2 separate regions of the Lactuca sativa genome follow, and region 2 is linked to region 1. A link is a contact called in public Hi-C data. All regions are on one chromosome and are shown on one strand. Each heading gives the region's core, a stretch centred on a gene start, on an enhancer-like site or on the middle of the called end of the contact. The rest is flanking DNA. Distances are from core to core; before and after follow the strand shown. Region 1 holds the start of LOC111882481 (systemin receptor SR160). Region 2 holds the start of LOC111882482 (probable serine/threonine-protein kinase At1g54610).

Evidence for each region. Hi-C and Micro-C count contacts between places; a contact is called where the count stands out from the background.
Region 2: a Hi-C map of leaf shows a contact between it and region 1, with 7 times the contacts expected there. The contact joins the promoter of LOC111882482 here to the promoter of LOC111882481 in region 1. A contact is called at or near these places in 2 of 4 Hi-C or Micro-C datasets (both in leaf).

What each region holds. Positions count from the first base shown.
Region 1 is chr4:290,673,565-290,678,367 of Lsat_Salinas_v11, forward strand. LOC111882481 (systemin receptor SR160) reads right to left here and starts at 2,413. Exons shown (of 1, transcript XM_023878847.3): 1 at 1-2,413. The coding sequence starts at 2,190.
Region 2 is chr4:290,934,351-290,939,172 of Lsat_Salinas_v11, forward strand. It overlaps LOC111882482 (probable serine/threonine-protein kinase At1g54610), which reads right to left and starts at 3,224. Exons shown (of 7, transcript XM_023878849.3): 1 at 2,374-3,224; 2 at 1,995-2,279; 3 at 15-332. The coding sequence starts at 2,793.

The DNA.
Region 1 (4,803 bases), core at 1,163-3,662:
GTTTGATAAATCAACCTCACCGAGCAATGTGAGACTGGTTAACGAATTCGGGATTGATCCGTTGAGATAATTATATGATAAATCAAGGATCGCAACGTTTTTTAAACTCCCGAGTGCTTGAGGGATTGAACCGGTGAGATTGTTATGGCCTAAATTCAATATGAAGAGATAGAACATTGCCCCGAGCTCCATGGGGATGTTGCCATGAAGATTATTATGGGAAAGATCAAGAAACATCATCGATCCATTATGGTTAAATGTTGGCTCAGTGATTCCTTTGTAAACCCTAGTGAAATTACATGGATGTCGCTTTGACATCCTACCCAGATCGTCTTCTCGAATCCCACCAAATTCCAGTAAATTTCCGGCACCATGGCATTGGCTGCTCCCATCGTTCTTTATGTAAACATATGGTTTTCCGGTGAGATAAGCATCAGCAATTTGGCCGGATTGTTTGAACAAATCAGGTGGGATTGTCCCGGATAATTCATTGGTGTTGAGATCTAACCAAATTAAGCTCTTACAATCGCCAAGTTCTGACGGAATATTGCCTGAGAAGGAGTTGTTCCCGAGCTTTAGAATGGCTAGATTTGATAAACTACCAAGGGACGCCGGAATCTCGCCGGATAATTTATTGTTTGAAAGAGAAATCCAGTTGAGATTGGTGCAGTTGCTCAATGTCGGTGGGATTGACCCAATTAAATAATTGAAATCAAGAATGAGATTCTGGAGAGGTTGAATGTACATGAGTTCTTGTGGGATTTCACCTTCCAATTCGTTGAACCAGATAATCAAATCTTGAAGCTTTGATAAATACCTGAAACTTGAAGGGATTTCTCCGGTGAGATAATTGAAGCTCAGGTCAAGAGAAACCAGTTGAGAACAGTTGCTGAGAGTTGAAGGTATTGGACTCGTGAACCAATTGTTTTGAAGGTACAACTCCTTTAAACTTGTAGTTGTACCTTGACATAATCCAGAAGGGATTCCGCCGGAGATTTTGTTGGAACTCAAATCTAAAGTCTCCAAATTGGTCATTTTTGAGAAAGATTCCGGCAAGAAACCGATGAAATGATTGAAAGATAACACCAGTGTCTTCAAGTTACTAATTTCCAAAACGGTTTCAATGGGTAGCTCACCGGAGAAATTATTTCGGGAGAAATCAAGTAGTTGAAGCGAAGAACATGATTTTAAGCCGTCGGGAACGGCGCCGGAAAGGTTGTTACCGGAAACATTCAGTTCAACGAGCATTGGGCATAGATTGAGGAGGTGTGGAGGAACCCTACCTTGGAAATGATTGGTGGCGAGATACAGAAACTGGAGGCTCCCGTCCACCGGAAAAGATGGTATCTCGCCGGCGAACTGGTTCTGAGTGAGATTAAGGAAGCTGAGACGCTTGCAAGACGATAAAGAACCAGATATGTCACCGGAAAACTTGTTGGATGATAAATCTAGATACTGTAAACTCGAGCAATCACGAAATGAAAGAAACCCAGATGAGAAATTGTTTGCAGACAGATCTAAGTACTCTAAGTTGGGGCAATCGAACTCCGGCAACTCTCCGGCGACTTTGTTTCCTTTTATTGACAAATGTCGAAGCTCCCCACACCCATTTGATAGGATCCACTGGACAACATTTGGTTTCCCCCATGAAATCCGATTGTAAGAAAGATCAATAACCTGAATAGAAAGCCCAATCGGTTTCAACTCGCCATTGAAATCGATCGAGTTTCTTGACAAGTTCAGAGAGCTGAGCTTCGGGCACGCCGTCAACAAGGTAGCCTCGGAAAACGAGCCTGAAACACCATTTTCAGCCAAATCCATGGCGACGAGATCTCGACTACACTGAGATCTCGAACTCCAAACCAAAGAACCAGTAAGATTACAGTTCTTAAGAACCAAGGTTTCAAGATTTGGAAGTGTCATCAAATTCGAAGAAACTAAACGGAAATCGGAGCTCAAATCAGTCCCACTAAGATCTATAGACGAAACTCTCGAGTCTTTGCACGAAACGCCACTGAAATTGCACGGGTGGTTTCCAGACAGCCAATTCGTCAAAAGATTTGGCTTTTTAAGCAAAGATTTGAACGATAAGAGCTGGTGAGATTCATCAACGTCACCATGAACACAAACTAGAGAGAGAAACAAGATAAAAACAAAACTAAATCTGTTAAAGCTATAAACTTGCATCATCTTCAGGTTGCAGTTTGTTACATGTTGGGTGTTCTTGATTATCAGAAGATTAACAGTATAAGTGATCAACTTCCATTATTTCAATTTGCACAAAGCACCAATAGCTTTAGAGAGAGAAAATAGGATTGGGTTTTAGAGAGAGAGAGAGAGAGAGAGAGAGAGAGAGAGAGAGAAGAATAGTCAAACACAAGAATAAATTTAGGAGGAGGGAAGGGCGTGGACACAGTTGGTGCTCACATGCCATGTGACCCATCTTCAGTTTTGTATGGAGATCGATGATGTGAGAAGGAAAACCCTGTAAGTACAACATCAACAGCATAACATACAAGTCATGGAAGCATCATTGCATTGAAAAAGGAGTTTATATTAAAATAATTTGAGGTTTATTGTGCTGTAATCTTCCTCAAAGTAAGATTTCCAGACACAAGAATACAAATGCACGAAAAATGCAAGTGTGCAACTTCAGTAAAACATCGTACAACTGGAATTTGTTGTGTTCCCTTTCATTTTCTCAAGAGTGCTAAATTAAATAATAAAAAAGTACAAAGCTCATTTCACAAAGTACAAATTTATTATACAAAATTAACCTGTACATTGCATTCTACAAAATTTACGAATATAACATAAAAAAATTAGGATTTTCTCCCTCAAAAGCAGTATTTGGAAATCCACAAATACCAAATCTAGAGGAGAGTACACCTCTCAAACACACAAAATTCGTATAATATATAACATGAAAAGTTAAAAAGGAAGGTACAAGTCCAAAAACATAGAGTACAACTGAAGAAAGTATAAAGGCATTGGCAAAATGGAATGATAAAATAAATAAAAAGGCAGTGAGTTTGTCGCTCTAGGTTTCCGTGTACGTGTGACCAAGGATAGATCCACCCACAATCGCTATCTTACTTTTATTGAGATTCCATGCTCCCCTTTCAATTAATTGTCTTTATCCTCCATCTTCATAAAACCTCAATTAACTAAGATTCATTAAAGCATTGATTATACAACTTTGTGTTCAATCAATTTGATATCTAAATGTTTTATTTACCAGTTTTCTGGCTTTTATGTTTATAAAATTTTCTATTGCTATAAAAAATATCTATAAGTTGACATTAGTAATGCATATATACTGTTTTTTACATGTAAAGTTTTTATACGTATGTTTTTCATTTTATCTATGTTTAGTAATAGCAACCAATACTATTGTTACACAATTAGAGATGCGTTTTTAGTGGAAATTTATGTATGTATAATTTGCAAAATCACTAATTATAGTACAATCACGCTCGGTCCATCAGTTTTTCTTGCCCATGGCGAAAATGCTTAATTATACCCATTTATTTGTACCAATAATGTTTCAATTTTAAGTTTATACCAAAAATCGTTTAAGACAGTAAATTTTAACCATAATTGTCCACAAATATGCTTCATGATGATTACATTCAGTATAATTTAAGACTAACCCTTTTCTAGTGATAAGCCTAGAACCATTCATCAGTTTTTCCCTACATCTCCATATGTTGTTGTGGTTCTTCACTTTTATAACACTTTACTTTCTCATCCAAGTACCACTAACGATGGTACTGTAATCCAAAAGCAACATGCTTTATCACCCTTAAATACTGTAACGCTCTAAAAATTCAAGCAAATTTAAACTTTTCAAAAACAATCCAGTTTCGTTAAGTCATTACAAAAAGGTTTTCAATATAATTATTATCAGAGTCTTCCCAGAACCATATCATAAAACATAAACATAAGGAGCGGTACGATCACACATTCGCCTTGCCACGGTCTCCTAAAGTACCTGAAAAACATTAAACCACAACTGTAAGCCTGAAAGCTTAGTGAGATACCCCCAAAATACCAACCACATATACCACGCATAACATATCATAACCGAACAGAACAGCCATGCACTTCGGGTCTACTGTGTGACTGGTCCGTCGCACCGGGCCTTCAGTCCACCTGGTCCACCCTCCGAGTCTAGCCATATCCATCGAGTCTGCAGTGTGGTTGGTCCACCCGCACCGGGCCTTCAACCCACCTGGTCCACTCTCTGAGTCTACAGTATGACTGGTCCGCCCGCACCGGGCCTTCAGTCGGTCTGGTCCACTCTCCGAGCCTCGGCACTTCTGGTCCGCCCTCGTGGGGCCTACAGCCTATCCGGACCGCTTGCTGGGCCTTCGGGATAACCGGTCCACCCTGGGTATGTTGGCCTACAGCACAAAGCAGGACCCGCCTCAACCCAACCCCAGTCCAACAACCATGTGCACATAAACATACAATCATATAACAATACGCATCCAATCAAACCTATGACGCGACTCATGCCAAATCTCTAGCCCGACTCGCCGAGTCCAACGTGAAGTTCCATAATCTCGAGTCACAGAGCCACTCCCTTACTCCAAACACTTGATCTGGGTCCCTATGGTTCATTAGCAATATAAAGCTGCTACCTTTACATGCTTCCATGACCCATTCATCAAAAACCAAGTTAAAATGGAACTTAACTCATTAAGGCTGGCTCTTGCATGGCTAATCAAAGGGCTTTCTTCACATAGAATCCATATGGAACTCAGATCTGGAGTTTCAACTCCAGATCTAACTCATGCA
Region 2 (4,822 bases), core at 1,974-4,473, 260 kb after region 1:
TAGGAAGTAGTAACCTCTGTTCTTCCTGGCATAATGGGCCTACCAACAAACATTTCAGCCAATAGGCATCCAGTGCTCCAAAGATCAATTCCAACTCCATAATCTGTAGTGCCTAACAGCAATTCTGGAGCTCTATACCAAAGTGTCACAACTCGGCTTGTCAGAGGTTTTTTTTGTTTTGGATTGTAGTAATTTGCAAGCCCAAAATCCGCTATTTTCAGCTTTCCATTTTTGTCTATCAACAAGTTTGATCCTTTAATGTCCCTGTGTAAAATCCCTCTTTCGTGACAGTGTTCAAGACCAGAGAGCAACTGCTGCATATAGCACTTCACCTGTTTTTTTTTTTTTTTTTTACAAAATAAATCAAATTCTGTAACAAAAGTTCTTGGGGAATGTATTAGAAATAGCAACAAACAAATACTACTTCCATTTTCTTTATATTACAGCATTGTGGTTTTTTTCTCATTTTTTTTTTCTTATTAAGAAGTTTATTTTGAAGAAAGTTGTCCATTTGACCATTTATAGCATTGTGCTTTCGATTTTTTTTCCTGTTACAATATTGTTATCTATACTGATAAATGAGAATCTTTTTTGGCACATGTCATTTTATAGTTATTTTCAATTAGATTTTTTCCACATGCATTCTATGGGTTTATTGCCTTTTATTATTTCCTTTGTTTATTGTTTATGTGATACATGTCTTTTAATTTCAAAAATCCAGTAATTGACTCAATTTCCTTATAAATTCAATAATTTATTCACTTTTACATAAACAATAAACAAAGGAAATAAGAAAAGGCAATAAACCCAAAAAATGCCATGTGGAAAAATTTTAATCTACCCTAATAAATAAGAATGATTTTGCCACATGTCTTTCTCTCATTCAATTTGCCACATGTCATTTTGTCATAATTTAGAGATATATTTATTTTCCACTTGTCATTTATTTCATTTTCCATTTCTAATATATTATTAATTAGTTTCCATATATTAAACCTACCATAATGATATTAATTTCAAATTTTAAATTTTAAATTTCAATTTTAATTTCAAATAAATTTACAGTTAAAACCTTTGTGTTTAACATTTTGTTATAATTAACCTGTTTAGTATATACAGGTCTGATAACTAAACAATAATTTTAATTTATTTATTTTTTGCATGTTTTTTTTCTCATAATTTTTATTTATTTCAAATTTCAAATTCAAATAAACTTCTTATTTAATCATTTCTATTTAACATTTTGTTTTAATCAACCCGTATAATATACGGGTTTCACAACTAGTTGAAAATAACCACAAGATGACATGTGGTGAGATGTCTTTTAATTTCTAAAATTCAGTAATTGACTCACTTTCCTTATAAATTCAATAATTGACTCACTTTCCTTGTAAATTCAAAAAAGTCTTCAAAAATTTGTGATTCAGGACAATTCTTTAAAATATGTCAATAGTTTTTTTTTGTTATAGATTAAAGTACTTACGTATTCATCATTTCTATCGTATTTATTTCAAAATTTCACTTTAAACATGCTTAATGTTTACACCTTCATATTTAACCTTTGGGATAATGCACTAAAAGGGTAACATAGTTTAGAGTGTGTACATATTTAGTCACTTATGTTTATTTTTGTATACATTTAGTCATTTATGTTTTTTGTACATATTTAGTCACTTATGTTTTTTTATTTGGTACACATCTGACAATCACGGTTAATGGTCATATGTGTACAAAATATAAAACATAAGTGACTAAGCATGTACAAAAAAAACATAAATGACTAAATATGTACAAAAATAAACATAAGTGACTATGTTCCCCTGTTAGTGCATTATCTCTTAACCTTTTTTAATCAACACGGGTCTCACAACTAGTTTGAAAAATAAATCCAATTATAGCAATGAAAATTGTTTTGTATATGTATAACTTTGCTATAAATGGATAGATTTTTCAAATTACAATGTTTTAATAGGATGAAAGTGTTAAAAGTTGACCTGTGGTTCTGTTAACCTTCCTTCTGGACGAGAAATAACTCTGGTTAAGTCTGATAGCATGTACTCAAAGACTAGATAAAGACTATATTGCATTCTAGATGTTGCAAGACCTTCAAGTTTGATAATATTTGGATGATCTAGTTTCTGTAAAATGATAATTTCTCTTGCCATAAACTTCACACTTTCTGGCTCTGATGTGTCAAAACGAACTTTCTTTAAAGCAACAATCTTTCCTGTGTCCCTATCTCGAGCTTTATAGACATTGCTATATGTTCCATGGCCTATCTACAATCACAACACAAAGAAATATTTTGATAATGAACATGAATCATGAAAAGAATACATATTTGAAACGATTTAGTCAAGATTATGTACTTACCTTAGCAAGCTTATCATAAGAATCAGCGGTTTTAGATGCCAGATTAGCCAAAACTTCTCTTGGAATATTATCAACAAGCCATTTAGGCCATCCATCAATTAAATCGTCTGAACCAATCTTCTTACCAACAACAATTCTCTGAGAAACATTCCCAATTCCTTCTTGATTAATCTTCATATCATTCTGACCTCCTCCTTCCTTCCTCGTATTACCATCATCAACTTGATTATTGTTCTTCTTTACACTATTCTGCTTCACAGGCATTTCAACAAACGGTTTCTGTGCAGCATTGGGTTTTCCCCCAATTCCGCCTGTAACATACCCATTATCAGCTTTCAACTTATGGAGGCCGCCGCCGCCACCACCACGAGACTGTTGGCGATTATAAGTTGGTGAGGGCTTTCCCTGAACGCAACCCATACGTGGGATTTTTTTGGAGTACCGAGTACGTGAAGAGCACTAAACACTGACTTCTCAAGGCATCATTGATGCCGCTGCTGAACAAACAACAATGCTATGAACATAAGGTGGCGTGTAAAAGCAAGATTGTGAGAAGACAAGGATAATGATGATGATTGGCAAAATGGGAACACACTAGCTTGGGTGAAGTTAGTATTGGATAGAAGAATCGAAGGAAAAGACAATGGGTTGATGATGGATAGGCCGGCTGATGGGGAAAAGGACGAGAAACGGAATCCATTGACGTTGGGATCGGATTTGGGGCTGTGATTACGAGGGGGGTTTTGAGTGCTAGGGAACAAATTCTTCTTTGGATTTGGCGGGCGCAGAAAGCTGTCATCATCCCGAAACCGTTTGAGAATTGAGATCCTCACCATCTGCCTCAATACCGGTACCTGCTGTTTTCAAATATGAGAATATCTATATCTATAAATTATAATAATAATATGTTCAGTAAATTATACTAATAGTCCTTGTAGTTTCGGTTAATGTACATGTTTAGTACCTAATTTTTTTTTTAAATTTGACCATCCTTATGGTTTGGTATGTTCCTGGTTTAGTCCCTATTATACTTGAAATAATTGTCATACCTTTATGTATTTATTTATATCTTTCATTTTATTATTTTAGGGAATGTTTCCGAATGTATTATATTTTGTTATAATTTAAGGTTTATAATTTGCAAATTGTAATGTATTTGGTTATATGTACACATAATGCATAAACAAAGGGTCTTTCTTCTATGCCGGCTTGAATATCCAACCACCCGTCAAAGCATAATTGTTGGTTAGATTCTCGCATGTTAGTCGTTGTTGTAACTTACTAATAATAATTGCACCAAAATTATGTTTGCGAGACATGTTCAAAAGAATTGTCGTACATTTAATCATGTTGAAATAAAATTTAGTTTAATCTTTTATTTTTCTTTAATAAAACAGTAATCTTCGACAACATTTTGGAGTACAACATTCTGACTATTTATTGTTCATCGCTTCTTGTTCATCATGTTCCGAACAGCTTGTTGTATTTAAGAATTAAACAACTCATTTTGAAGATATTGAAAGGTTAGCTAAATACAAGGGAATAAACATATACATGTTAAGACCCTAAAACTAGTTTGCAAAGTTATATAAGGCTAAAAAGAGCATTTTATGGTTTTCGCTTCGAAAAATCAGTGTCATTCCAAACTTATTATTTATATTTTTGGTTAGAGTTTCATATTTCAAACTACATTTTTTTTGGCTTCTGGCACCATAAAACTATCTCTTCAAGGTATCTAAGACTTGAAAGAGCATTCTATGGTTTCCGTTTTAAATATCCAATGTCATTTCGGACTATTGTAGTTATTTGTATTCCGATTTAAGATTTCATATTCCGGACTACATTTTTTTGGCTTCTGAACATAAAATTGAAAAAACAAGTAACATTTCAATATACCCTCATATTTAGCTAATCAACTATGTCTAAACAGATTGGTAATAGGTCTAACAAGTAGTGTAGTTTTTTTTTTTGCCCATATACCAAAAAATGACTTACTTTTATTAAATTTAATTTCAGATATTGTTAATTTATCAATATACTAATACTTTAACTTTCTACCCTAATAAATGAAAATGTTATTGTCACTTGTCATTCTCTCATTTAATTTGTCACATGTCATTTTGTCATAATTTTGAAATATATTTATTTCCCACTTGTCAATTACTTCATTATTCATTTCCACTATATCATTAATTTAGTTTCCATAAATTACACCTACTATAATAACTATTAATTTCAAATTTGAAATTTGAAATTTCAATTTCAATTTCAAATAAATTTACACTTTAAACCTTTGTATTTAACATTTTATTATAATAACTCGTTTAGTACACGGGTCTAACAATTAAACACATAATTTTAATTAATTTATTTTTTGTATGTTTTTTTTTTTCATAATTTTCACTTCTTTCATATTTTAAATTCAAATAAACTTCTCATTTAATCGCTT